3 separate regions of the Gossypium hirsutum genome follow, and regions 2 and 3 are each linked to region 1. The links are chromatin contacts, called in public Hi-C maps. All regions are on one chromosome and are shown on one strand. The core of a region is the stretch at or near the end of the contact, and the rest is flanking DNA. Distances in the headings are between cores, read along the strand shown.

Region 1 (3,512 bases), core at 479-2,978:
GGTTAGCTATTGATGCATTACTATCACAATACAATGTGATAGCTTTTTCAATACCAAGAACAACTTTGAGATCCATAAGGATTTTTTGAAGCCATATTGCTTCTTTTATTGCTTTAGAAGCAACCATATATCGACCTCTATAGTAGACTCAATAGTACAACCATGCTTGACACTTCTCCATACTGTGGACCCACTATGTAGGACAAAAATATAGCCCAATGTTGATTTCATCAAATCTTGACACGTTTGGAAGTCAAAATCGGTATAACCGATAGGAGTGAGATCTCCTCTAGAATATAAAAATATATAATCCATCATTCTTCGTAACTACTTGAGTATATGCTTAACAACTTGGGTATATGGCTGCCTTTGTGTCGTTGAACTGATTTTAAAGATGTAATCTTGGTAGTAGGCAAATGCTTAGAAGTTAAGGCACTGCCTCTTCTAGAAATTTCTTCTTTCCGTAGGGTCTTGCGAGAACCTTTCGCCTTGATTTGCTTCTCCACATGGATTGCTAGCTTGCAAACATCATCAAAATTCCAATAAGGTTGTGATTGGACAACATCACTGACCTCTTGACAAAAATCACCAAGATACCGAGCAATCATTTGCTTTTCAATCTCCACATTTCATCATGAGATGCTCAAATTCAATAGTGTATTGCTTTACCAACAATTCATGTTGTTTGGAACTAAGAAATTGCTAGAAAGAATCTTGCCTATAATTTGTAAGAAACTTTCTTTTAAGCTTTCTTTTTCTTTTTCAATTTTCTCATGAGGTTTTATTAAATTTTCCTCCAAATGAATGCATACTTTTTCAACTTGATGGTTACCAAGTTGACTTGACATCGTCATTCTACATATTTTAGAACGAAATGGTTCTTGCTATTCAAAATTAACCGATACCCTATTACCACTAGACATATTCATGGGCCAAGCTACTTGTCCAAACCCGAAGGCCTGTCCGAAATTTAGGAAGGTTTGAGCAAAAAAATTAAGCCCGAAAAATGGGCTTGGACAAAAAAAATTAAGCCCATTTTGAAATACGGGCTAGGCTTGAGCTTAAACATTTAAAGCCTCAATCCGACCCGAGCCGAGCCATTTTAAGTTTATAATACTTTATATCATGTTATTTTTATATATTAGAACATATTAAAAAAATAAACCTACACTAAATATATAATACTACTCTAATGTAAACGTTAATATAATGTTAAGATGACTATAAAAAATTTCAATAAATAAAAAATATATAAAATTATTAAATATTAAAATAAAATAAAATATATATTTATTTTTAAAAAATTAAATAATAATATTGGTGGGCTTAAAATGGGCTTAAGTTAACCTTTTACAAATATGAGTGTATTTAGATAAAATTTTAAATTCAAATTTTAAACCCAAATATTAATATCATGTTTAAACCCAAACCTCACCCGACCCGACGATGAGCACCTCTAATCACCACATATTCCCGTTAATTATTCAAAGCACTTCAAATAACAACCGTGCGAGCAAAAGTGTGCGAGCAAAAGTGTGGGGACTTTAGCATGCAATAAGCCACAAGTCTGCTAAAGTAAATATCCAGAAAAGTCAAATAGATCCATGTTTGTTGTTTGGGCATTATTTTGGGAGCTATTAGCCCATTAAGAAATTTTTTGTTGAAAGAAGAGCCCATTAAGATCTTTTCCTAGAACCGGGCATCTTCCTATAAAACATATCCAAGGTTTCAGCCTCACACATTTTGAGATGTCTGAGGGTAATTTTTCAAAAGTTTTCAGTCTCCTCGCGAATTCTCATCAATTTTTTTTCTCTGTAGAAAGTGAAAAGGAGAATGTCTTCTTTAGGCACTTCAAAGGGTGTTCTTGAAATCGCCAAATTCGGTCTCTATGTTACGATCCCTATCGTTCTTATATACACTTTCGCCAAGAACACCAAGAATCTCCAGAAATTAATGGGAAATGTATACTCTCTTTTATCTCTTCTTCTCTTTGTGTTGTATCTTCTTTTTTTTTTCATATTTTTAGTTGGTCGGATTTGTCTGATTCGTTGAACTCTGTGACAGATTGAGAGTTTTTTTATATCTGGATTAGGCTTGAAATTGGAACAAAGTCTAATACTCATTCGAACTTTTTTGAAATTTGGGCCTCTTTATAACTGAACATTCTGGATTGTGGCAATAGGTATTTGTAAGAAAGCAGTGTTTCGGTAACTTGGTTTGTTGGTTCAAAAAGTAAATGGAAGAATGAAATTAGATCTTCTGTATCTATGATCATGTATTTTCTGCAATATAATCATGTTTAACACACTTATTAAAAATTGATATGCTAAAAGTTTGTATTATATAGATTTCGAGATATTCGTTTTCATGTTACTTTTTATATTGTGTCATGTTTTTATGCTGCTGTGGTTTTGTTATTTTTTCTGTGATATGCTCATGCTAATCAACTTAAAAAATATATATGCAGGGATCCTATTATCCCTGTTCTTGTTAAATTATAAAAAGAATCTCTTCGTAATTTGATAACCGGTTAGGTAACTTGTTATGGTCTGGCAATAAATGGGAATTCTGTATTTCAACATCGCCTGTAGATTGGAATGTTGAGACCTGTGATTTTCTAGTATCGGTTTATTCTAGGATTTTTTTTTCTTACATGAATCATATTGATGCTCTATAAAGGTTAGTTATGTTATATATCTGCCTATTTGCAGATTTTAGTTAGGGTAAACTACATCATTAGTCACTAAATTATGCTAAATTTTCATTTTGGTCATTTAACTAAAAAAAGTTACAATTTAGTTATTGAATTATTTAAAAATTTTCATTTAAGTCACTGAACTATTCAAAAGTTTTTATTTAAGTAGTTGAACTATTATCTTTTCTTTTTTAAAAGTTCTATAAGTGAGCTCCAAGTGACAATTCGACAATCTGTACAGTATATCAGTACCCATCGACAAGTAGGATAACATACCTTAGATCCAATTTAATTTGATGGTCAGTGTGAGAGATTAAAAAAAAAAGTTATTTGATTTTTGGTTTATAGATCCGTGACGTCTAAAGCAGTTTAATGACTAAATTGTAACTTTTTTTAGTTAAGTGATCAAAATGAAAACTTCCTCATAATTTAGTGACTGATGGTGTAGTTTACCCTTTTAGTTATTCAATTACCGTCCATTCTCTTGTTAAGGATTTCAAGTCTACCTGTTTTCCTTGGTACGGAATGATTTCTTATTCGAGCCTAAATGACTTCTGTTTTCCTTTGATGTGAAGCGTTCGTATATAGTGTATCCTCCAGAGGGACCACGACCTCCATCACCGGAGGAATTAAGGGAGATGGCTCGGGAGCTAGCTAGGAAGAGAAACAACCATTGATGATCTTTAGTGGTGTAAGTGATCTATGTAGCTTTGACAATTATTCCTGTTACTGTTCCAGCAAACCAGCCTTTGTGATATGCTATAATAACTATTGTGGTCTTTTCATCAGGAAAAGATAGTCTGGTTTATTTAACATT
Region 2 (3,512 bases), core at 687-3,186, 240 kb before region 1:
AGGAAGCTTTCAAATATTTAGGGATAAAAACTATATATTTTAAAAGGAACTAGTTAAAATGATGTGGTATTTCTTTGTTACTTGGAATATCGGTGTTTATTTTCCAAATATTAAAATAAAAAATGAGCATACTTATGTCCCATGTCACCTCTGAGTCCGAGTAACATAGGTACTACCTTCAAGGTCCTATTTCCAGAGCATTATTTGCAGAATGTGAAGAAAATTTCAGTCCATAAGAAAAGCAGAAATTTTAGCCGAGAATGAGGTATAAACAGTAGAATTTGCATATAATCTTATTCTCGGTACTCAATGGAATAGAGCCTTTATATCTTCAAAAACAAATGATGGAAACTGATATAGTAGGCATTCAAATTAATCTTGTAAAGCAATCATCATAAAAGCACTCCCAAAGCTCTTACACCTATGATGAAGTTTTAGCAGCCTACATAAGGCGACAGTTTCGATTTAGTATCTACTGCAATCGAACGTGATAGCATCGGACCGAAAAATACATCTGCAATCACAATATAGATGGCTTACTGATTAGGAGATCCTCTTAACACAAACATAGAAATCAATAAAAACTCTCTTCTCAAAAACAAGGGAAAAAGAAACTATACCTTCCAGTCCATGCTCACATGACAGTAGCTAATAATTACAGTTCTCTTTTTCTTCTCGAAAGAAATTTATCTCTTTGTTATATCATCTTTCTTGATAGTGAAATCCCAGAGATCTCCATATTTCTCATTAAAATCCCAAATGCTCATGGTATTGTAGTCGTTTATTAACTTATCACGAGCTCCCCTTTCCATGTTATATATCTGTGGCTCAAAGTGGTGAGGCTTATCTGGTTTATCCATCTCAATTATACAAAATATAGCCGTAAACACTCCAGCTCCTATGAACAAGTACTCCCCCTACAACATTAAATTCATCTTGTTAATCTTATCTGTTTTTCTTTTCAAAATATAGAAAGATAAATGAAGATATGAAATGAATTACTGGAACATTGAAAAACATTCCGGCAGCAACTGCAGGGAGGAAGAGCCATGAAATAAAGCCTTGGAATCCTGTTGGAGGTTCAATAGCTTCAATGTCATCAGCAATGGCTCCCCAAAATGTTCCTGAAGTAAAAAAGCTTCAACAGTTATATGTTGTTTCACCATTGGTTAAACAAAAACATCAAATTTAACTCTTTCATGTACCTTTCTCCTCTCCTTCAAAGTAAGTATGGTGCCCATCATATTCTCCATACTTAAAATCTTCCTATAATTCAACAAAACATAAGCATTGAAATGAACCAGCATATTCATATAACAAAAATGTATACTCTTGTACTCATATACATACAGAAGACAGGCTGGGATATGAATACTTTTAAGTAAAGCAATTAGATTAGAAGTAGAAACGAAAAGAACTGACAGAGCTGACGCTGTTGGTGGCCCATCTGTCAAGAGGGTCTTCATTGAGATCAGGTTCAATCTCAGACAACCCTGCAGCATTCAATCTTGTGAAGTTGATTCTTCCATCCCCATGGTTTCTAACCAGCTTGAACTTAACAAGACCAACCTCTCTTTGGTTCTTCATTACATTAACTCTGGTTTCAACCTTCTTACACCTGATTTTAGGCACTGAACTTACTGAGACAACTGAGAGTGCTGCCTGAACTGCCATTTTCTTTTCTTTTTTTTGTTTCTTTGTTTATCTTCCTTGTGAGCATGTAACGCCCCCCCCCCCGGAGGGCGGCCTTCTTAACGAAGTGAGGTTTCTACGCAACTGCTAGGTGTATGAATGACCAATTAGATTGAACCACGTTGCACGTAGGGGACCTACTTGTTGAGGTACGTGGTGCATTTTGGTTGGGGGTTCTCCCATAGTTCCTGTGAGACTTGGGTTGGTTTAATCAGGCGTTAAATGAAGGATGGAGAATGCTTTGTTCCTTATCCACTTTTTAGGACGAGGAAAATATAAAGGCCGAAACTAAGCAGTGGAACTCCGCACACGGGCCAATTCGGCCTGTCAAGGCTGGTGGATAAAGGCCTACCATAGCTAAGAATACTTGGTATAAAATGTTCTGTTTTTCTAACTTGAGGCGTCCGATTAACCTGAAAATGTAAAATGAATTAGGTACAAGTAGTCGTTTTTTTTTTAATTTTAAAATTTAGTAAATTAATCTCTTTCAAAAATTTAAAGCAATTTAATCTATTTTAATTTAAAAAATAAGTAACTAAGGATAATTAATCATAGCGTTAATGTCTTCTAACAATTTTACATAATTTTAATTGGTATAGCAACAAACTTAGCCTTTAATGTTTACTTATTTTATCATTTTGACCTTAATTCTAAAAATAAAAAAAATCAACATGTGTAGCTTCAACATTTATACAATTTTTATGGAATAAATTTATGAAATTAGAACTAAATTGACAGAATATATAAATTTTGAGGGCTAAAATTATTATTATACCAATCAAAATCATGTAAAATTGATGAAACTTTAACATATTGCTCACTTTTGAATTGATAAAAATTAAATTACTCTGATTATTTTGAGAAGGATTAATTTACTCAATTTAATTTTTTATTAATGAAATACATTTTGTTGGTATGCTGGTTAATCTGCTTAATGGGTATCTTTTCTTCATTCTCTTTGTTGCTGCTAAATAATGTTTGTTGGTGGCAGCCACTATCTGGATGTAATTTCGGTTTTTGTCAATTAATTATCAGTTTCTTCCATTTTTTTTCTTGTTTCTTTGATTAATGGAATATAGTTTGGAGCTTTTGGGATGGACAATCAATGGAATTATCTTGAAAAAGATTGATTCCAGAAATTTTGGTATTGTGGGTCTGGGAGACCTCTGCAATTGATTCAAATTTATTGAAAAGAATACCAACAAAAAAATGCCAAAAACATTTGGATTTGATTTTAAGTACCGGATATGTGTTGGTATTTAATATGATGTTAAAGTTTTTATGCATAAATAGAGAATTATAAAAGATTATATCTTCACATTCGTGTTCGGGTAGGCATCATGCATTAAAGAAAAAAAATTAAGAGTCCAAGACCAAGCAACATAGAAAAATGCAACTGTCTAACCATTTTTTAAAAAACGGGAATCGACTTAGGTTTTGAAAATGAAAACGAATAGAGGGGTCGCCACCAATCCTTTTTGGTGAGGTGTGATCGGGTCACCTTAAATTAATCATTTTAATAAAAGTTAAGATTTACTAAAACGATAATTTTTTGGTCTACGAATAACAGAAAATGAGTTCGGGAGTTGGTTACGCACGAGGAAGGATTAGCACCCTCGGTACGCCCAAAAATTGGTACCTAGTTGATTAATTAGTGTCTTAGTGTCGAAGATTAAAAAAACTTGAAAGACTTTGAAATACGATCCCTCTTTGTAAAAAGCTTAAATGTTAAAGTCCTTCTCGTCTCAAAATATGAAATGTCACATCCAATAAGTTAGGACACGACATCTTGAATTTTCGAGAGCGAGCTTGCCTTTTTA
Region 3 (3,512 bases), core at 712-3,211, 220 kb before region 1:
GTTTTTAGGGGTTATTTGGGCTTTGGGATTATTTGGTTTAATTTGGGTACGGGTCTGGGGCCAAACGGATAGAAAATCTATGTTTCAACAAATGTTACATTGTATGATAAAGAAGACATCGTGGAGAGGGATAACTTTAAACTCAAAACATGCTGGTTTTGATTTCTGCCATCCCTGTTTCTCTTACATTATTACATTAGATTTACAACTCTACACTCAGAAGAACAAGTTCTGGCTTTCAAAACTCACACAACATTTTCCTGTTTGTGAAATTTAGCTGTTAATCCACGGTTTTTTTTTATCAACTTTTATGTTTCAGCTTCTTCCCTGTTTCTGGAATTGATTCCAATTTTATCAGTTCTGCAAAATCTATGGAAAGTTGCCAAGAAATCAACAAAATAATAATAAATTATTCAGCTGCTGAAATTATCACTATAATTTTCATCTTTTATATCTATCTAGATTCAGACCAAATAGAATAACTAATGAATACAACAAAAGTAGGGGAAAGAAAGAGGGAAAAAAAAACCTTCCATGTACATTACCAAACAAAACACCATCACCCTAAAGCACCATTATCCCAAGAAACAAAAACGTCTCCAAGGCCGGCTTCCAGATCCACCCACTGCCCTTCCTCAAACTCTGCCCCACCATCCATCACCTTAATCTCCACCAATACAAACACCTCTGCCACCTCTACCACCTCCACCACCACTACCACCCTCCCTTTCCCTAACCCCATAAGCCCTCTTTTCCCTCTCTCCACTCTGTACCCCAATCTCTCCCCTACCTCCCTAACCCTCTGCATTACCCCATTCAGCTCCATTGAAGTTGTATACCTCCTTTCCTTCCTCTTATTATCCCCTCCTTCTAAAAGCCCTGACAAATCCAACCCTGAAGACAATGCTATTATATCAAAAGCATTAACTCCATTACAAACCATATCATGTTTCAACTTCCTGTCATGTAACAAACTTTCTTGTTGGCTGTTTGATGATGGAAACGCCTTTGAAGTTCTCTTAAACCATGAAGTTTCCATTAACTTGGCTATGCTCATTCTTGTGTCGGGGTTCGGGTCTAAAAGCTGCCATATTATAGCTTTTGCTTGCTTTGATATCCAAGATGGAAATTGGAACTCCCTTCGTTGAATCTTTTTGTACATAGTCATCAAGTTACCATCATCAAATGGTAAATAACCTGCCAACAGAACAAATAAAATGACACCACAAGACCAAGCATCCGCCTTGGAACCCTTATACCCTTTTCTCCGGACAACCTCAGGAGCCGTATAAGCCGGCGTTCCGCAAGCTGTATGCAGAAGACCGACGTCGTTTAGCTGTTCTGGTAGAGCCGAGAGACCAAAGTCCGAAACTTTAAGATTTCCACTTTGATCTAACAACAGATTTTGAGGCTTCACATCACGGTGGGCGACACCGTTTAGGTGGCAGAAGTGGAGAGCGGAGACGAGTTGGGAGAAGTACCTACGTGCGGCGGATTCAGTTAATCGGCCACGGCGTAACACTTTGGAGAAGAGTTCACCACCGGAGGCTAGTTCCATGACGAGGTAGATCTTGGTCTTTGAGGCCATCACCTCGTGGATTTTAAGAATGTTCGGGTGATGTTGTAGGCGGCGCATAGCTGAAACTTCCCGGATTATCCTCGGTTCCATGGCGGCATCTACTGTTTTCGTTTTGTCTATGATCTTGATCGCCACAACGCTGTTATTGTCCTCAAGAGAAGTTGCCTCGTGAACTTTTGCAAAGCTTCCACGGCCTAACAACCGACCCAATTCATACTTACCTAAAAGTATACTTGTTGGTGTTTTAGTACGGCTGAGTGTCGGTATCTGTGGTGGTGGCGGCGGCGGAGACGACGGTGGTGGTGGTGGAAGTGGAGCCACTGACGGCATGGTGTATGGCGGCGAATAGGGAGTACCACAACGAGGTTGAGGTAGACGGTTAGTTGGTATATATAGTGGGGGGAAGTTTGGTTGGCTTCTCGCTGTCAAAGACTAAAATCTGGTGGGACTTTCCTTCCTAAACTACCCTTTAGATCTAGTATAATTTGATTCTTGTTTTGATTGGAAAATTAGGTTAAAATATACTTTTAAGTCCTGTACATTTTGTATATTTAAAACTTAGTTCTTTTACATTTAAGAATTTTACATTTAAGAATTTTTTTCCCTCCATTTTTTAAATTTCAATTCCAATTGCTAAATTAGTTAGTATGACATTTTGACTTTTAAGAAATACTTATTTAGTAGTCATGTAATAAAATAATGATTTGTAATTAACCTGAATTTAACGGAATAACTTTGACCAAGTCAACAATTAAACATGCATTTTTATATCTGAAAAATAGAAAAATTAAATTTCTTAAAATAAAAGTAGGGAATTAAATTTCAAATATGTAAAAAGTAGATAGGCATAGAACATATTCAACTTAAAAACTTTCACTTATTTTTGATTAAAATTGCTGTTACTCTTCATACTTAAAAAAAAAAAGAAGAAGAAGTAAGATTCAATAATTAAAAAAGTTAAAAATAAAGTGTTTTTACTTTTTTAATTTAAAAATCTTACTATTATTATTAATATTTTTTTGTTAAAATTTATTAAATTAACATGGTAATTAAGTTGTCCTCACATGATTATAATTGATGAAAAACAAATATGTTAAGTTTTTGATGAAAATTACTATCCGCTTTAATGATTGGATTAGAATTTTAAAATTAAAAAAAAATAAAAAATTTAATTTTTAACTTAAAAGTATAATGACCGCATCTTAAATTTTATAAAAATATAGGGACTAAATATTCTTTAAATTTTTCGTTGCAAATTCCAAATGGGTCTCTTTTATTTTGCCTTCATAAACCATCCAACAGTTGTGTCCGGAATAATTGAACTACAAGTACTTTTCTTTATCTTTTTCTTTTCTTTTATTAGAGTGAGAAATGTTAAAATTTCACATCAACTTTTATCTAATATAATATATTAAATTTGATTTAATAATTATACACATAAAATTTTAATTTTAATATAGAAAAATTATCTCATACACAATTTGTAAAATTGATTTAGGGTGTGACGATTGTATTATAGAATATAATAAAAAAATATAAATATAAATATAAATAAATTCTTTAAACTTCATAAAGAATGTATGAAATAATTACTATTCATGAAACTTTAATTTTATTTTAAGAAAACAAATATAAGCCTTTGCTTAATAATAATATTGAGGTCTTAAAGAATTCTAATATCTTAAATTTAACTCTATGTGTGAGTTGTCTCCAAATTCTCTTTGAATTAGATCTTCTTATGATATAAGTTAAGATATAATTCAGTTATCAATTTTATTATGTTTTGTAATAATTTCTTTTAGCTATAATTATTTAAAAATATGTATCATGAATGGTGTAAACTGAAATATAAATTTAATAAATTCAAAACAATTTAAAAATACGTATCACTCAAGAATAATGGTCTTTTTATTACCAAAACAATAATACTTGT

Evidence for each region. A called contact is a pair of places that touch in the nucleus more often than the background predicts.
Region 2: a Hi-C map of leaf shows a contact between it and region 1, with 2.3 times the contacts expected there. The contact joins the promoter of LOC107897871 here to the promoter of LOC107897869 in region 1. A contact is called at or near these places in 8 of 34 Hi-C or Micro-C datasets (anther, callus, hypocotyl and 2 more).
Region 3: a contact with region 1 is called in a Hi-C map of leaf, with 2.1 times the contacts expected there. The contact joins the promoter of LOC107897870 here to the promoter of LOC107897869 in region 1. A contact is called at or near these places in 2 of 34 Hi-C or Micro-C datasets (both in leaf).

The regions. Positions count from the first base shown.
Region 1 is chrA10:59,126,370-59,129,881 of Gossypium_hirsutum_v2.1, forward strand. LOC107897869 reads left to right here and starts at 1,729. Exons shown (of 3, transcript XM_041079291.1): 1 at 1,729-1,962; 2 at 3,271-3,386. The coding sequence starts at 1,834. The coding sequence ends at 3,372.
Region 2 is chrA10:58,881,225-58,884,736 of Gossypium_hirsutum_v2.1, forward strand. LOC107897871 (photosynthetic NDH subunit of subcomplex B 5, chloroplastic) reads right to left here and starts at 1,937. Exons shown (of 5, transcript XM_016823457.2): 1 at 1,423-1,937; 2 at 1,206-1,266; 3 at 1,003-1,124; 4 at 621-917; 5 at 269-514. The coding sequence starts at 1,674. The coding sequence ends at 687.
Region 3 is chrA10:58,902,320-58,905,831 of Gossypium_hirsutum_v2.1, forward strand. It overlaps LOC107897870 (CBL-interacting serine/threonine-protein kinase 7), which reads right to left and starts at 1,962. Exons shown (of 1, transcript XM_016823456.2): 1 at 400-1,962. The coding sequence starts at 1,909. The coding sequence ends at 560. LOC121208499 (a long non-coding RNA gene) reads left to right here. Exons shown (of 2, transcript XR_005903593.1): 2 at 1-213.